Regions from separate parts of the Anas platyrhynchos genome. Here region 2 is linked to region 1. A link is a contact called in public Hi-C data. All regions are on one chromosome and are shown on one strand. Each heading gives the region's core, a stretch centred on a gene start, on an enhancer-like site or on the middle of the called end of the contact. The rest is flanking DNA. Distances are from core to core; before and after follow the strand shown.

Region 1 (7,950 bases), core at 3,235-5,734:
CAGTAAAATTCTAGAAGTCACAAATACTGATGTGTTTTTCTTTTGCCATTGCCTTCAATTAGGTTTATGCTCAGAAGTTCACACAGTCAGTTAGGTGCTTTGGGAAACCTGTCTTTCATTTGACCTTCTGGCTGTATTTTGACTTTAAGAAAGTAAGAATATCTTGTAAAGGCTGGGTTGGATTACTTCCAAGCCCAGCAGCAGATTGTCCAGTTGGGAGAAAGGGGAGGGAAGGAGAGGCAGTCTTGCCTGCTATCTCCGGGGGCCCTGGAGTTGTCGTCGCAGCCCCCTGCATGCTGTACTCCCGCTGCCGGCAGCGCTTCGGGCGCGCAGCTCCGGCTGTCGGTCTGTCGTATTTATTTACTTACTGGTCTCTTGAAATTTCTTATTCCTGCGTGGAGCTTTGAAAGCCCGCCTGTCAAAATGGAAGTGAGCTATCAATAGTCAGCAACGTGGGAGTGAGCTGCTCTGGCTGTTTGTGAAATCTGGATTCATTTACTTGATGGACTCTTTAGGCTGCAATGACTCCAGAGGAGCCCATCGTGTCAAAAGAAAAGAGCTGTAGAGATTAAATACCCGGCAATCGCGAAAGCAAGTGAATCAACACAAACATCGCTCCGTCTTCGCGCTCTGCCTCCCTGGAATGTGACCTTGGCTTTGATGCTGCGGGCTCCCAGCATCAGTCAGAGCGGGCGCGCTGTCGGAGCCGCTGCCTGGCGCAGGGGAAGGTGTCCCGCTGCTGCCCTGACCTTGTCTCCGTGCGGGACCCTGCCCAGCCTGGGGACAGGGAAGGGGGCTGGAGCGTCCCCTTTGGTGAGGAGCTCGCCTTGCTTCTCCTGCAGAGCAAGGATTGCGGTGGGTTCTTATTGCTGAAGCCCAAATCAGCAATCCGGATTGTACCGGGAGGAAGATGCCCTTTCCTTCCAATCACAGAACCACAGAGAGGCTCAGGTTGGAAGGGAGCGTAAAGATCATGTAGGTCCAACACCCTTCTGTGGGCAGGGATGCAAAGCTTTGGTGCTGTTCAGGATCTGGCAGCACCCTGCGTAGCATCCTCTGCTCTCCCAGGGGTAACCAGGGGAGGCTGACGGTGCTGTTCCCTGCTCCAGAGTGGCTGCAGAGGCTGAAGGAGAGGCTCGGTAATGCCAGAGCCTCACCTGGTTTGTCAGTAATTAGGAGAGGGGATCCTGGGGAAATGTGACCCTTTTGTTTTGTTGACTCCTAGGTCACACTTCTCATTTCTGCTTTTCTGTTTAAGTGGATAGGTTTATAGATTATTCCTTGACCTAAAAAATTGCTCCATAAAATGTACAGGAGGTGCAAAAACCTGAGACTGCATCTTTTGGGACCAGAGGCTTGCTTTCGACTTCTATTTACATGGTGTAAATCAAACTGTGGTAGAGTTGTGAAAATAGGACAGGCTGCCACTTGCGTCAGGGGCCATTTGGCCGTATCGCAGGGGTAAGGCAGGGTAAAAATGCTAACACGCAGTACGATTTTGCCGTGGCCATTGGTGATAAGGGAAGTGCTCTAAAAATAAAAGAATTGGAGGTAAGTGATGATTTCAGCCAGATTGTTTGTGGATGCTAACTGGCAAAACTCCGCGAGGTGAGAGGCTCCGTGCTGATTTAAACCCACCGCCTGTGCATGGACATGCTCCAGACCTCAACGCCTGGAGCTGCGCTGATTTACACGAGCTGCGAGTCGGATGCTGGAAGAAGGTGTGCACTTCAAAGGAAAGGCCTGCCCGCGCTCCTTTGGGTCTCGTTCTCCTCTGTGCTGTTGTGGCCTCTGCAACCAGGAGTTGGTAACACGGATCTGTGCGTGGACGTGGCAGCAGCCCCGCGCGGTGCAGCCTGCGTGCACTTGTTTGCTTGCAGCACGGGAAGAAATCCGTTCGTTTGCTTGTAGTGCTGCTGAAATATTAATGCAGAACAAATCATCCGGGTTAAGCTGAACATCACACTGAAAAGAGAGAAATGGTGTGTGATGGTATCAGTGGTTTGTAAAGGGAAATGTTGGCCTCCCCTGTGATCGAATCTGTTCGGCAGAGTTCTGCGTGCTGCGTGGGCAGAAGGATCCTCAGTAGCCAGGGCGTGGAAGTGGCTGAAGTTTCAGTCCCCAACCCTTCCCCAGGTTCACAGGAGCTCAGGTGAAACGGGAGGAGGAGCTTCACCATTTTGCATCATCTGTGACTGATTTGGAGGGTATATGGAAAACATTAACTGCTCTTGGGACTTCTTCAAACGGACTGTTTGAAGTAGTTATTTTACCCAGATGGTAAATATAGGAGACATCCGTAGCAGCCTGCTAGTAATAATAATACTTATAGGGCACTTTACATCTTCAGACTGCTGTCCAAGTAGTTGCCAATGTGTCTTGTCTTTTGCAGCAACGTGTAGTTAAACTTGAAGGATATTGGCCCGAATTTGTGGCAGTTTATCAGCAGTGTCTGTGGGCAAATTCCTTTTCTGCTGTTTGGTACTATGGAAGTAAACTGATTTCTCCCGTGTCTTGACATTGATTCCAGTCTTTCATCATGGTAGTGGAAAAGATGATCTTTAAGCCGAATGGAGAAGAGAGATGTCTCTCTGCCTATTGCACTACAAAAAAGATGAGCACAGCTTTACAGAAAACGGATGCTCCATTTTTTCCAGCCTATAGCATGTAAATGAACTCGGACGTGAGGAGCTTGCTTTTCCCGTGGCCCAGCCTTGCTGACTTCTGTGCACATGCTGGCTCGGTGTGTACCTCGCGTGCTCCAGCCTGGCTGACAGCAGCTGCCGTGTGCAGTGTTTCCTGCTAGTTTGGGTAAAATTCCCCTTGTTCTGCCTGCTGGGCCTCTGGGTCCGCGGGATGTGCCGTGGAATTAAACCTGGGCTCTGTTGGCTAAACAAACCTTCGTGTTTCCTTTGTAGCAGTGGGATGGGGCAGGGCAGGGGCAGGCATCATGCTGGTGGCATGAGGTTTGGGTGGGAGAGGTTGGCTGCGCCCGCCTGTGCCTTGTTGGTGCAGGGAAGGAGAGGGGCCTGTCCTCTGCCGTGCCATGCCCTGGTTGTTTGTTCCTCGGGAGTGCGGGGACAGCCACTGCGACTGCCGCGTGCCTCTCTTACATAATGTCTCCAAGGATGTATTTTTTTTTCTTTTAAAGGTATTTCCAAAGAACATTGGTGCAGGTAGAGGGAATAGGCTTGCACACCTGCCCGCAATTAAGTAGTTTGCTTTTATGTTCCTTAATCTTTTATGACAGTTGCAAGGACAGTATGTGTAATGAGAAATTGTCATTAAGCCAAGTGCATAATGCTCATGAATGAAACGCTCCACACCCTGCCGCACTTCCCATTCGTTAAGTGTCTTGTGCAGGTACGATCCCGGGGTGTCGAAACAGCAGCGCCGGGGGCTGGCACGAGGCAGGAAACGGAGCGTGGAGACACAGGGGCTAGGGGAGGGCTCTTGGGAGGGGTAAAGGAGAGGGAGAAAACATCCTTCATGGAAGGGACCACGGGAGAGAGAGCTAAGTTCTTAGAAAGAGGACCTTGCAAAGCATGCACAGCTGACGTGAAAAAGTAATTAAAAGGAAAACCCTAATGGGACATTAGGGGGAGATGCAGCTGGAACTTGAATAAGCAAATGTAAAGAGGGAATTAAGTTTGTAAGCTTTCCTCTAAGGAACTGATGGGGAAAATATGGCAACAACTTCTGCTGATGCAAATCAGCATCGAGCCCGTTGCTGAAGAGCCCTAGCTTGTGAGCCTGGCACGCTGTAAGCCTGCTAGTCCTAAACCTTGAAAACCACGGGGAAAGAGGATGTGGCATTTTGCAGAGGTGATGTGAAGGACATTTTATTCCAAAGCAAAAGATACTGCCTTTAAAAATGAAGTGAAAGTGTTGGTAGTGTGGTTTGCCTGGGGCAAGCTGGTAGTTTGTAATAAATAATACTAATTTAAGTGTATAATGCTTCAAATTATCTAGATAATTTAATGTATGTGATTTTTTAACAGTAATTCATCAGCTCTGATCTTAGGGAAAAAACGAACAAAAAACAGAACGAGAGACAAAAAACTTCCAAGTAATATTAGCACTTCTCTTTTACTCTGGAGAGTAATCTACAGCAGAGACATTTATTTTTAGATATGAAGAATTTGCATGTGTGTTTCCAGATGTATTCTTAGACTTTGTACTGCTTAAAATTCAGCTACCACAGTATGTAGATCCGAATTCTCTTTTCTGTAACATTTTGTCTCTGCCACTGTGGATATCTTTTTTCTTCTTTTCTTTTTTTTTTTTCCCTTTTTCCCGTTTTTTTTTTTTTTTTTCTTTTCCAGCAGAGTGTGGAGGGGGGTGTTGATGATTAAGGCAGCCCGTAAGTCTCTTAGCTTCCTCTGAACTTTACTCCCTCTGCGAGGAATGACCTATTTAGATGAGGCCCTTTGATGCAGCGGGAAGGTCAGGTGAGGTCAGCGCCGTGGCCGTGCCAGAAATCCCACAGATGCAGGAAGCGAAGAACTTCTGGAGGATGCGGCTGAACAGGCAGTTATTTCAGCGTGTTCTTTCTCTGTGTGCGCATTTGTTCTCTCGCTAAATTCCTGAAACAGGGAGGGACGGATCCTCAGCACAGCCCAGCCGTAACGCCCCTGTGTTTCCTGGGCAGGTAGGGTCCCTGCCCGCAGCGGCTGGAGGAGGGGAAGCGCAGAGGGTGGAGAGCTGCAGTGAGAGCAGCGGCAGAGCTGGATCCCTTCTTTCTTTGAGACCCTGCTCGGTGAATTGCTCAGCACTTGTGCAGACACCCACAAGTTGAAACCCTGCCTCCCGAACTTCTCCTTCACAGGCCTGTCTCTGTCCTTAGAGCTTGTTGTCTGGAGGAGGGGGCTAGGCAGATGCGTTAAATCCTCCAGCCTTTTTTAATTTTTCTAATTGCCGTGTGGAAGAAAGGGGAGGAGGGAAGAATGCTCCTCTTGGCTTGGATGTCCCAAAGTAAAATCCCAGCTGAACAGCTTAAAATAGATGGTCAGCTGGTTGTTAGGGCTGGAGCCAGCCTGGAGAGCGAGGCATCTGTCCCCCAGGAACGCTGCCTGGTCATCAGGCCGGATAAATTAGGACTAGTTCTGGTCTGTTTGCGCAAGAAACAGACTGTACTGAGGATGGGGAGCTGCCCTCAAAGTCAGCATCCAGCCCCGTGACATCTGTCTGGAATCGATAATGCACTGATCTTGGATATTGCAGGTCTGAAACCTCAACGTGCTGCTAATGCTCTGGGGGTGCTGCGCCTGCACCTGCCCTCGCAGCGCCGCCTCCTCTCCGCTCTGCGCCAGGCAGCTCTGTGAAGCTACTTCTAATGGTACATCTAATAACTGCTCAAGCTTAAAAAGGGGGGGAAAAAGATTATGCCTTTGATATCGCCACAATGACCAAGTCTGTATTTTACCTTCTGTGCCTTTCCGCCCCATGCTGCCTCCTCCCTCCCTCTGAGGCCGGGGGCTGGATCCAATGGCAGCGCTGCTTTTGCTCAGATGCAGCACAAAACAGATTTTTCTAGTGGCTGAATTTAATCACTTAGATGCAGAACACTGATAGACTGAATCAATTTAATTCCTATTGCTCGTGACTGGGAGGGGAGAGAGGGGAAGAGGAAGGTCATAACAATTTAGAAAGCAACAACTTGGCTTAAAAACATAACCGATAGGTCAGTCTTTGGGGGAGTTCTTTGAAACCTGCTCAGGTCAATAAATACAGCAGCCTTAGGAAGTGGGAAACATCTGCAGGGTGGGGAAGGTCATTTATCGGTGTGAGCATCATAAGGCCTGACACACCGGGGCTGCTACAGAGCTGGAGGATCACCTCCCATCAGGAGATGAAGTTGAAGCTCCCCCCCCTCGTTTTTTTTTTTATATATATATTTTTTAGCATGAGCTGCTGGGAAGGACGTCTTATCATCGGGCCTTAAGCACCTGAAATGGCCCGTGGTGTCTGTGCGTTTTGGTGTTCTCCACATTTGCCTCAGATCATCTCACCGAGGCAGCGAGTGCTGCGTTGCGGGGTTCCTGAGCAGTGCCAGGTCTCTTTGGGAGGTGTCAGCGACCTGCTGGGCCGTGGTCTTGCTCAAAGAACGGGGGGACTTGATGGAAATGGAGCGGTCCAAGGGTCTCCTTTCAATACAAGACCCAGTTTTACCTAGCATCTGTTGTAATTACAGTGTAGATGTTCCGTATGAAGTGCAAAGCCCAGGGCTTGGTGGCAGCACTCTTGTGCCTTTTCCAAGGGCGCTGTCACTAGATCGTGGCTCTGGGGTGCGGGCTGTGTGGGTGTTGTCCAGTGCCACACCTGGGACATGGCCTTCAGCATGCCTTGTGCTCGTGGACGTGACCGCTGTGTCAGTGATCACTGGAGATGAAACTTCTTCTCTCCAGGATTCCCCCAGGCACTGCGGGGCGGCAGGGCTGGGCAGAGCAGCAGAGGCCTTGCCTTGGCTGCCATCAGAAGCGGGCCCCGCTTCCTTACGCGCGGCACGCCTTAGTAGCAAAGCAATAGAAGCAAACTTGGCTAGCTTAACAGCAGACTTGGTAGCCTGCCACAGCCATCGGCCCATATGCACAATGGTAAATAAAAGCTGTAGCTGAATTTTTTTTCGGGTTTTATATAACATTTTTTACAGTATGTAACGGAAGGGGGGATCCCTCTGATGAGCAGTTCTACCACAGAGTTGGGGCCTTCTGTTCTGTGAGGTAGGTGTGCGGCGGGGCAGCGACACAGCAGAGGAGCAGCTTGTGCACGTTCGCCTCAGCCTCTTGGCTCCTTTTCCTCCAGAGGCCTGGGGCTGGCACCCCACAAACGCCTCGTGGCCGAGGGGACCTGCACGAGGACACGTGGCTGCTGGCAGAGGCAGCGCAGGCTCCGTGAGCAGGCGGCCAACGCAGAGCTGTGCGCCCGGTGCTCAGCCCTGGGGGTGTGGAGGGCCGCGCGCCGCCTCGCGCTGTGGCGCTGGGAGCAGAAGGGGAGGAAGCTTGGCGGCACTAAGCAGCGGTCAGCTTAAAAATAGCCCCGGCTAATGATAGCGTTGGCAGAAGGCCGCTGCCCGCCCAGTGAGGGGATCCGTCTGCCGGCTGTCGTGCCCATGAGTGTGAGGCAGAGGCCTTGTGCTGCTGCCCGTGCTGTGGGGCTGGGCTTGCTCCATTGCTCCCCCCCAGCCCCTGCCTTGTTCCTTGAGCACCGTGAGCCCTGTGATGGCCGCGTGGCCCACACAACATTGAACCCCCCAGGGCCCAGCCTCCCCGGGGTGCTGTGTGAGCTGCTGCCTCACGGCACAGCCTGCCCTCACGCAGCGCCAGGCCCCTCCGCACCGTTTGGGTGCCTTTTACTTTCTGCCTGTGCTGCGAAGTGCCCGGCTCATGTGTGGGTGGCCTCGTGCTCTGTAGCTGCGGGCTAGGAAGGAGGTGTAATGTAAACAGCCGGTTAATTGCCACATGTCGATTGCCGGCAAGTCTTCCACGTTTTAGACAGGCAGCGTCGGGGCCCGGCGTTGGTTCAGTCACAAGCACCCAGACACTGCTTTCATCGGGAAGGGCCCTGGTGACATCCTTGGTCCGTTCTGTTCCTAAACAGGTGCTTCTGTTGTCATTGGCATTTCCTGAGCTGATTTTGTTTTTTGAACACAAGTGGAAAATTGAGAAGTTTTTGGCCTCGTTGGGACGCATAAGGGGGTGAAGACACGAGCTTTGCAAGGGGAAGCTCTACGGGTGGCTTGTGCTGGCAGCTGGAGAGGGAAACCCACGGCTCGGGGTCGGAGGGAGGGTTTGCTTTGGCTTCTTGCCCCACTGTGGGCTCCTGCTGCTGCCTGTCCCCGTGGTGTGCGTGTCCCCAGCTGCTGTGGCTGCTGTCGCCCTGGGGACAATGCCATGCCTGCGCTGGCAGCCTCACTGCCATGGCAGCTGTGCTCCCGTGGTGCGGCTCAGG
Region 2 (7,950 bases), core at 3,545-6,044, 160 kb after region 1:
AAGAGACCCCTCACCACCCCCACCTTCATCACCATTATTCTTCTTCATCGCCATTACCATCATCTTCATCACCGCCTCCACCTTCCTCACCAGCACCCCCACCTCCATCCCCACCATCACCTCCATCATCATCATCTTCATCCCCACCTTCACCTCCATCCCCATCACCTTCATCCCCACCATCCCCTCCATCATCCCCCCCATCCCCATCCCCACCAGGGCCGGCTGTGGGCAGCCTGCGGAGCGCGGCCCCCCCCTAGCGGTGCCGGCCCATTCCCGGCCCCGGCCCCGTTCCCAGCCCCGTTCCCGGTCCCCCCCCGGGTCCACAGAGCTTTTGGGGACCCCTTAGGAGGTCCCGGCACCGTGTCCAAGCCCCCCCCATCCCCTCCAGGCCGCTGCCCTCTTGCTGGCTGCGGGTGGGTGGCATTGCAATCCCAGCCAGCACCGCATCCGTCAAATGCACGGTGTGAAAACGCAGAACTCTGCTTTTCGTCGTGTTTTGCCCGAATTGCACCAAACTCCCCGGTTCCCATCCTTTCCCGGCGGCTGAGCCCTGCTGCCTGCAGGCCCTAACGAGGCAGCGGCGCAGAGCAGCCTGCCAGGGAGCCAAAAACTGGCCCCGTCCCGTGAGCTGCCAGGAAATAATTCCCTAATTTGCAGCACCATGGAACTGCACCTCCCGTATCACCTCTGCCGGCTCACTGGATGGTTATGCTCACTCATATATTTATTTTTCCAAGCTCAGTAAGGGTGCAGGGATGAAGCAGGTTGCAGCAGGTGCCGGGAGGAAAGGCTCTTTCTGTCATCTTGGCAACATTTTAGAGAAGTGACAACAAGCAGGAGGCCTCCAAGCTGTTAATGAAGTGAGTGAGAAACCTCTCCCGTTACGGCGTCCAACTTCACCGTACTGCTTTGTGTTTGGAAGTATTTCCACTAGCAGTTTTGGGCAAGCCTGGAGCATCATCCACACTGATAATGCAATGATTTTTTTCAATATATTTACCTCAGTTAAACAAACACTAAAAGCAAAGGCAGAAAGCTGCAGTGTAGGAGGTGTGGGACCGCTGGTCAGCCCTCTGTTGGGCTAGCAACAATTGCTTGGCCCATGCAAGAGAAATTCACATCAGAGCTGCCAGAGTTTTCCTGAGGGCAGCTTGCCTTGGCCCTAATCAAAACAGGGTCCTGTGATTTGAAGAAACCCCCCCAATGCTTGCTGCAGATGACTGAAATGCATCAACAACTTACTCTCAGTACGTGCGCCTCCTCTCCAGCACAGCCTTGGACCAAATCCCATTTTAATTGATTTTTTCCTCATTCACTCCCCACCTCTGTTTATATTAGCCCATCTCCTACCAGTGACCTGGCACAGCGGTTCCCAGACTTGGTCTGCGTGGATACTTGCGCTGCATTCACCTCTGTACGGGGCTGCTACACGTGGATTTCGTGATGCAGGCAGCAATCCATGCTCCACGTGGAAGCACCTTGCACAGCCAGGCACCCACACCACCCCCCTCAGCTCTAGATTGCCCGGAGGTCACAGTCACAGAGGCGCTAAGAGAGAGAGGCTGTTGCTCTTCTAATAAAGTCTTGCACCCCTCTAGAATTACTGAGCAGGATTAGAAATAAAGTTTGACCTTCCAAGGATAAGTGAGTAATTCCACTGTAATTGCACTGCAATCAGGAGGTGAATCAAGCCCTACAGAAACAAATGATGGGCAGCTTTAAGTCATACTTTTTTTTTAAGTCATTTTTTACTGCCATTACAATACAGGTGTGGGAGAGTTTGCTTGAATCGCCTTCAGCAGTGTCACAACACTGTTGTGGAGGAGGGGTCTGGAAGGCAGGTACAAAACCAAAAGGAAATCTTGACCTTTTCCTTTCTGGGGGAGAGCTAGGAGAGGAAGAGGTTTGATTGACATGATTTAAATCTGTTTGTTTTCTTCTTGTTACTGTTTTTCCCTTAGCCTGAAAACAAAATTCTTAATAAGAAACAAGCTAGGCAATCGAGTTCACAGATGTGGGAAAAACGCAAGTCTAATCAGCTCTGAATTCTAGGATTGATTGCTATTTTCCAGCTTTTCTGTGCCCAATTTTCAGTGACTATTTCTGTAACAGCACTCAACTTTGTCTTCAGCAAAGAGTTATAACAGCGCATCCTTCACGCTTCTGAGGTGACTGATGGCATTAAGAGTCACTAAGATTTTCAAAGATCCAAATTAGTTTGTATTATTATATTTTATCCTCTCAGGAATTTAAGCAAGCAATGAAACAGAGAGAACATATCAGAACATTTATATAAATAGCATCTCTTCTGAATTAGCTATAAAAAGATGACACTTCAGACAGCTGTTAGAATGCATCAAACAAACAGCATCAGACACTTCAGCAGCAGGACGGTCACAAACTGTACCGTCACTGCAAGAAGTTAAGAAACATCTTTACTAGTGCAAATGAGACCCCTGAACAGACAGAATTTCCCATTTTAAAGAAAATATTTAATTTTCCACATCAAAAGTTGAGACAACATTCAAAAATCTTGTAACCATAGGCTGTGGGCACACAGGTTCCTGAGCAGGTGAACGCCACCTGCGCGATGTGAGAAGACAACGCTACAGCTGTTAGGACACGGGGCTCTCCTTCTGTGTCTCTGTCAGTTCTGGTTTCTGCTCCTCCACGTCTTTCTTCTTTGCCTGCATCTCCTCCAACACGCTTTGAAGTTGCTGATGTAGTACAGAATCCCTGGCCTCAGCATCTTGGTGACTCTGTTGTGTTACCTACAGTTAAAGACAGACACAAAACAAAACCCAACCAAACCAAAGAAATGGCTGCAACAAGTTTCTTCCAAAGCACAGCTGAAGAGAGCAACAGCCAGTGCGTATGTCTGAGAAAGCTGACAGCTAAGTTCTACCTCATGCTTAGGTTATTATCAAAGTACGTGCAGTCTCAAGGTATCACCAGGGCAAGAAATGAAAATGAGATCGCTGACCTCAAGGTAAAATATTAAAGCCAGCTGGCCATTTCATCTTTTCACACGCTCGTTGGACATCTACTTGTAATAGAACCAATTTCTGCTCCTGGTCAGCCTCTTTTATTGAAAAGAGGCTATGGATGCTCAGCCCACGGGTAATTGGACAATTAGGAGAATAGAGAGCGCATTACAGGAGAGAGTAACAGCTGAATTTTGTTTACAGAGCTGCCATTTTTATAAAATCTTTTTCTCCATTTTTTTGAGGGTGTTCAAACTAAACGGACAGCATTCTCAAAAGAACTGCTTATCTTTCAGACTTGAACAAAGTAAAAAGATTGCTAACCATCACAGAGCAGCAGTGTTCTACTCTACCTGACGCGCTGTTCTGGAAGCATCAGTTTGCTTTTTTACCCCGTTTTACATTAAGAGTTACATGACAATTATCTGAAGTAACAAGGAACAGACTCCATGTGCCCAGGAGCTGTCTCCTCTTTTTTACATCCGTGAAAATAGATGCAAGACATGTTAGACAGTTCTTCTGGGTAGTTATTTTCTTACCAAAGACATAAGTAAACGAGCCCCAAACTACAAATATAAACAAAAAATGACTGAAATAAGTGTGTGGGTTTTGTTGTTATCGCTGTTGGTTTAGTTTATTGAAGCAAACTGCAAGATTTATGTATAAATTTCCAAATCAGGATTAAAGAATGAGAGCGATGCTGCATTAGAATACTTAATTACTAAGAAGGAATAGAAAAAGTGTGCCAGCTATCTTCAATCCAGAAGAGGTTCTATTTTATTCTCTATTTTATTTATTGGTAACTTACAGAGAGTTTAATTTGGACTAACTCCGTCTTAAGAACCTAAAAATGAAGCCTTTTGAGTCCACTGGCCAATTCGTTTTCTGAATGTTTAATACTTACTTTATCTGTTCCTCTTCTCTGCAAAATTATCCCACTGGCTAAAAGGGCTTTTCCTGTTTCTTCAAACAATTTTTCCTCTTCAATTTTCCCTTCTTCTTTCAATTCATTGTACTTCTCAACGAACCTAGATTTCAAGATTGTATTTTTACTCTCGCAAACAACATTGTGGTTTGCTGACCTAAGAGGAGACAGGGACAAGTTTCAGAAGCATTTTTAGTTTAGTTATATATCAACAAAAAAAGATTTACCTTTGGCACGTCGATTTGTAGTTCGGTTGCGATAAATCAAAAGGTCTTGGCCCGCTTCCGTACACTCTGTAAAATTTCCTGCTCAAAAAATAACACAGTTCAGGTTTTCCATCAATCAAAGAGAGACACAGTTTGAGGGAAATAAACAGCATCGGGGTCACCCCATTTATTCCACAACAGCCAACCAACAACGGGGACCCTGGGGGCCCCAGGACGGTCCCCGGGGGTCCGAACGAGGCGGAACTCACGCTCGCACGGCGTCCTCGGGGTAGAGGATGTCCCTGACGCTGTCCCTGGCGCGGCCGTAGCGCGGCCGGGCCTGGCGGTGCCGCGGCTCGCGGCGGGGCGGGCAGGCGGCGTAAACCTCGAACCACAGCGGCTGGCGCAGCACCCCCATGCGCATCAGGTCGCGGGTCCTGCGGGGACAGGGGGCTCAGGGGGGGGTTTAGGGGGAGCCGCGGGGCCGCCCCCAGCCCGGCCCGGCCCCCCCCGTACCGGCTGAAGACGCTGCCGACCTTCTGCACGCGGCTCCCCGCCATGGCGGCGCTAGGCCGCCCCTAGCAACGCCGCCCCCTAGCAACGGCCAGCCCGGAAGCGGAAGCGCCCGCCCTCCGCGCGGCTGAGCCAATCAGCTCGCAGGGCGCGCTCGGCCCGCGGATGGGCGCGCAGGCAGAAGGAGTCGATAGCCGAGCGGGTGCCCACCCAGATCGCCTCCCCCCCTCCCACCGCCATTTAAAGGGACAGCGCCACCGGGACCGAACCACCCCCCCCCACCGCCCCCGGCACGGGCACGAACACGCGGGGACGGGGCCCTCGGGGTCCTTCTGCTGCCCTTGGTGGCCCCCGATGGGCACGGGGCTCAGATCCAAACCCCCACGGGCCTCCAGAGCCCGGAGGGTCCCCTCCACCTGCCTGGGCAGCACCTGCTGGGATCTGTCCTGTTTTGGGGCTAAAAGTTCCAAAATAGGTCCCAGATTTATCCTGCTTTTGGGGCTAAAAACCCCGAAACAGGTCCCAGATTTATCCTGCTTTTGGGGCTAAAAGTCTCCAAACAGGTCCCAGATCTATCCTGCTTTTAGGGGTAAAAGTCCAAAACAGGTCCCAGATTTATCCTGCTTTTGGGGCTAAAAACCCCAAAACAGGTCCTGGAGCAGCATTACCGCACCCCAGCATGGGCTGAGCGGGGACCTCAGTGCTCCAGGGGCCGGAGCATGGACCCAGCACGGAGACCGAGGGATGCTGTGTAAAATATGACCTCACACCCCAAAACCACGCACACCTCACTCCTGTTTCCCCGGCGGCTGTTTTGGTTCCCCTGCCGTGCTCCCACCATCACGGAGTGGCCGTGCCCACCCTGCAGCGGGGCACTGTGCCTCCACGGGGCCTGCAAGCAATGGCAGACCACGATGGAGCTGAGCAGGAGCCATGGCAGCAGCTGTCACCCCGTTACAACACCCGCTGAGCGCCTGCAGGGTGCGGGACGTGGCGGTGCTGCTGCCGTCTCCGGTTTCTGAGGGAGCCATTTGGGCTGCGAGTGACGGGGCAGGACAGCTGCTGGCCCCAAAGGCACAGGGAGCTGCTGGGGCTGTGCTGGGTGCTCCTGCAAGGAGGGGGCACACCAGAAATGCTGCCCTGTGCTGCCCAGACGCGTCCTGGCACACGCAGCCCGCCATTTATCTCCATACGGGAGGGAGGACGCCCATATGGCCCCGCATCGTTTGGGGTCCTGCTGGCTGGGGCTCGTCCTCTGCCCCCATGGCTCTTTACACCCTCCCTGTCCACTGTCCCCCAGCTGAGCACCACGACGTGCCCATGGCAGCCTGGGGACCGGCGGTGGGGGGCCACAAACATCCCCCCACAGTGGGACACCGAGAGCTGGGGTCTCCCTTCGGTCCCATTTTGTGTTGGGTCTCACCCAGAGCCAGCACCCAGCAGGATTGCACCAGGGCCTGATCCTGCCCCGCAGCCCCAGCACTGCTGGCTGGGCCCAGGAGGTGGCAGCAGACGGTGCCTGGCTGCCAGCCCCGAGCCCCAGCCTGTGTTTTTCATCCTGATTAATGAAATCCCAACACCACCGAGGTTGTTTGCTCTGTGCAAACAGCCTTCCCCCTGCCAGAAGTTCCGTGAAGCCAGCTTCCAAGAAGCACACGGCAAAGACGTGATGCCTGATCGCTAGGATGCAGCCCTCGGTCTGGGAACGAGCTGGTTAAATAAAAAATAATAATAATAATAAAAAGCATTCATTCACTCCATCCATCTTGCAGTGTTATAAAGGAAGGGGGCAGTGAATTTCCAGCGAGGGCTGACAGAAGCAGGTACCCGCTGCCAGCGCAGGACACCTCGAGCATTCACCGTGGGCCAGCCGCAGCTCTCAGTCCCGGGCTTCTCTCCGCTGCCGGGAGAAAGTTTTGAAAGACAAAACTCCTGCCCCTGTGGAGTGGAAGAATTCAAAAGGGAGTTGCTGGGACCGCTCCAGGGCTGCATCTGAGCTGCTCAAAGGACTGGGCAGGCCCCGGTCTTTTCAGCTCTTTCAAAGAGCCCTGGCTCCCCCCTTGGGTTACGACGGCCTCCTTGGCTGTGCCGAGAAGGCCACATCCAGGGTTTCTCCAGCATTTTGATGCTTTTGACATTTAAGGCAAGAATGCCTTGACTTTTTCCAGCGCCTTCTTTCACAGGGAAAGTTTCCAAGCCACACGTGAGGCTGGGGAGCTCCAACCCTGCCAGCAACCAAACGCTGCTCCCTGGCAGCTGGAGCTGGGCTGCAGGGGAGGTGGGGGCACGGAGCAGCGCTCCCAGGCCGGACCCTGTGGTTCTCAGCCCCCCCAGCATTGGGGTGTCCCCTGTTGCAGGTCTGCAAACACCTCCAGCAGTGCCTGAATGCGTCCTCAGGTCTGCCACGTACCCAAACCCTGCTGCTGCCCCCTAAATCGGCTGTGGGGCCTGATTTGGAGCATCAGAACAAGTGTCACCCTCAAAAAGCGGGATCCGCACCTGGTGATCCCGCCAGCTCAGCACAGCGCCGAAAAGTGCAGGGCTGGAGATTGATAACACATAGTTCAGAAAGAATTCATTATAATGACGTCTTTCCATCCCGCTAGGAGACAAGGCGAAGGAGCCAGACTGCCTGCCTGACAGACGCGGAGGAGTTGCTGCGCGATGGATAATGAAACAGTTTGAAGAAAATGCACACGCCCCATCCCCGAGAGGCTTGTTATTTCGGAATTAAGTGGGTAAACCACAGCATTTTTCCTTTTCCGCTTTTTCTTGAAAGGCAGGTCCCGGTCCCCGCACACAGAGCTGGCAACGGGCACGCTGTGAGCTCACACACAGCCCTGGGGTCACGGCCCCTGGGGAGCATCGCTGCTCCCTGCCACCCCTGGGGATTTCCCTGGTGCAAAGCCCACCCTCAGGGCCTCACCGGGCTCCCCTGGCCGTGGGCTCCCAGTCTCTTCTCATGCTCTTCCACAACAGGTACCTGGGAGATGCAACGGGACCTGCTCCTGCCCCAGTTGTCCTGCGGGGTGGGAGCAGGATCTGGCCCTGGATGCAGAAAGGAGCTCACCAGCATAACGGCCTCCCCTGGGCACTTGCTTTCCAGAGGAACCACAGGATGCAACCCAAATGCTGGGAGGCGAGGAGCCGGGGTGGCTTTGGGGCATCTGCAGCCACAAGGGGCATGGCCAGAGCGGCAGCAAGGGGAGGCATTTCCCTCCCCACCCTCATCTCTTTCCTTCCCAAAAGTACCAGCAGCATAAAGCGAAATGCATCGGTGTTAAGAGTACAACAGGACTTTATTATATGAATTACTATT

What was found. A called contact is a pair of places that touch in the nucleus more often than the background predicts.
Region 2: a Hi-C map of subcutaneous adipose tissue shows a contact between it and region 1, with 2.1 times the contacts expected there. The contact joins the promoter of MRPS23 here to the enhancer-like site in region 1. A contact is called at or near these places in 3 of 8 Hi-C or Micro-C datasets (skeletal muscle, small yellow follicle and subcutaneous adipose tissue).

Annotation. Positions count from the first base shown.
Region 1 is chr20:1,366,182-1,374,131 of IASCAAS_PekinDuck_T2T, forward strand. All of the region lies in intron 5 of MSI2 (musashi RNA binding protein 2), which reads left to right. Among named protein-coding and RNA genes, the nearest start is that of MSI2, 93 kb to the left of the region's middle. Within about 2 kb of position 4,485, at least 1 of the 8 cell types and tissues checked has an H3K27ac peak or open chromatin away from gene starts, as enhancers often do. A contact at or near this core is called in subcutaneous adipose tissue, where this site is marked.
Region 2 is chr20:1,527,181-1,535,130 of IASCAAS_PekinDuck_T2T, forward strand. MRPS23 (mitochondrial ribosomal protein S23) reads right to left here and starts at 4,795. Exons shown (of 5, transcript XM_038165752.2): 1 at 4,655-4,795; 2 at 4,388-4,555; 3 at 4,140-4,217; 4 at 3,892-4,015; 5 at 2,474-2,774. The coding sequence starts at 4,542. The coding sequence ends at 2,619. It overlaps LOC139999128 (a long non-coding RNA gene), which reads right to left and starts at 6,833. Exons shown (of 2, transcript XR_011804221.1): 1 at 6,492-6,833; 2 at 5,439-6,341. It overlaps CUEDC1 (CUE domain containing 1), which reads right to left. Exons shown (of 13, transcript XM_072026004.1): 13 at 7,912-7,950.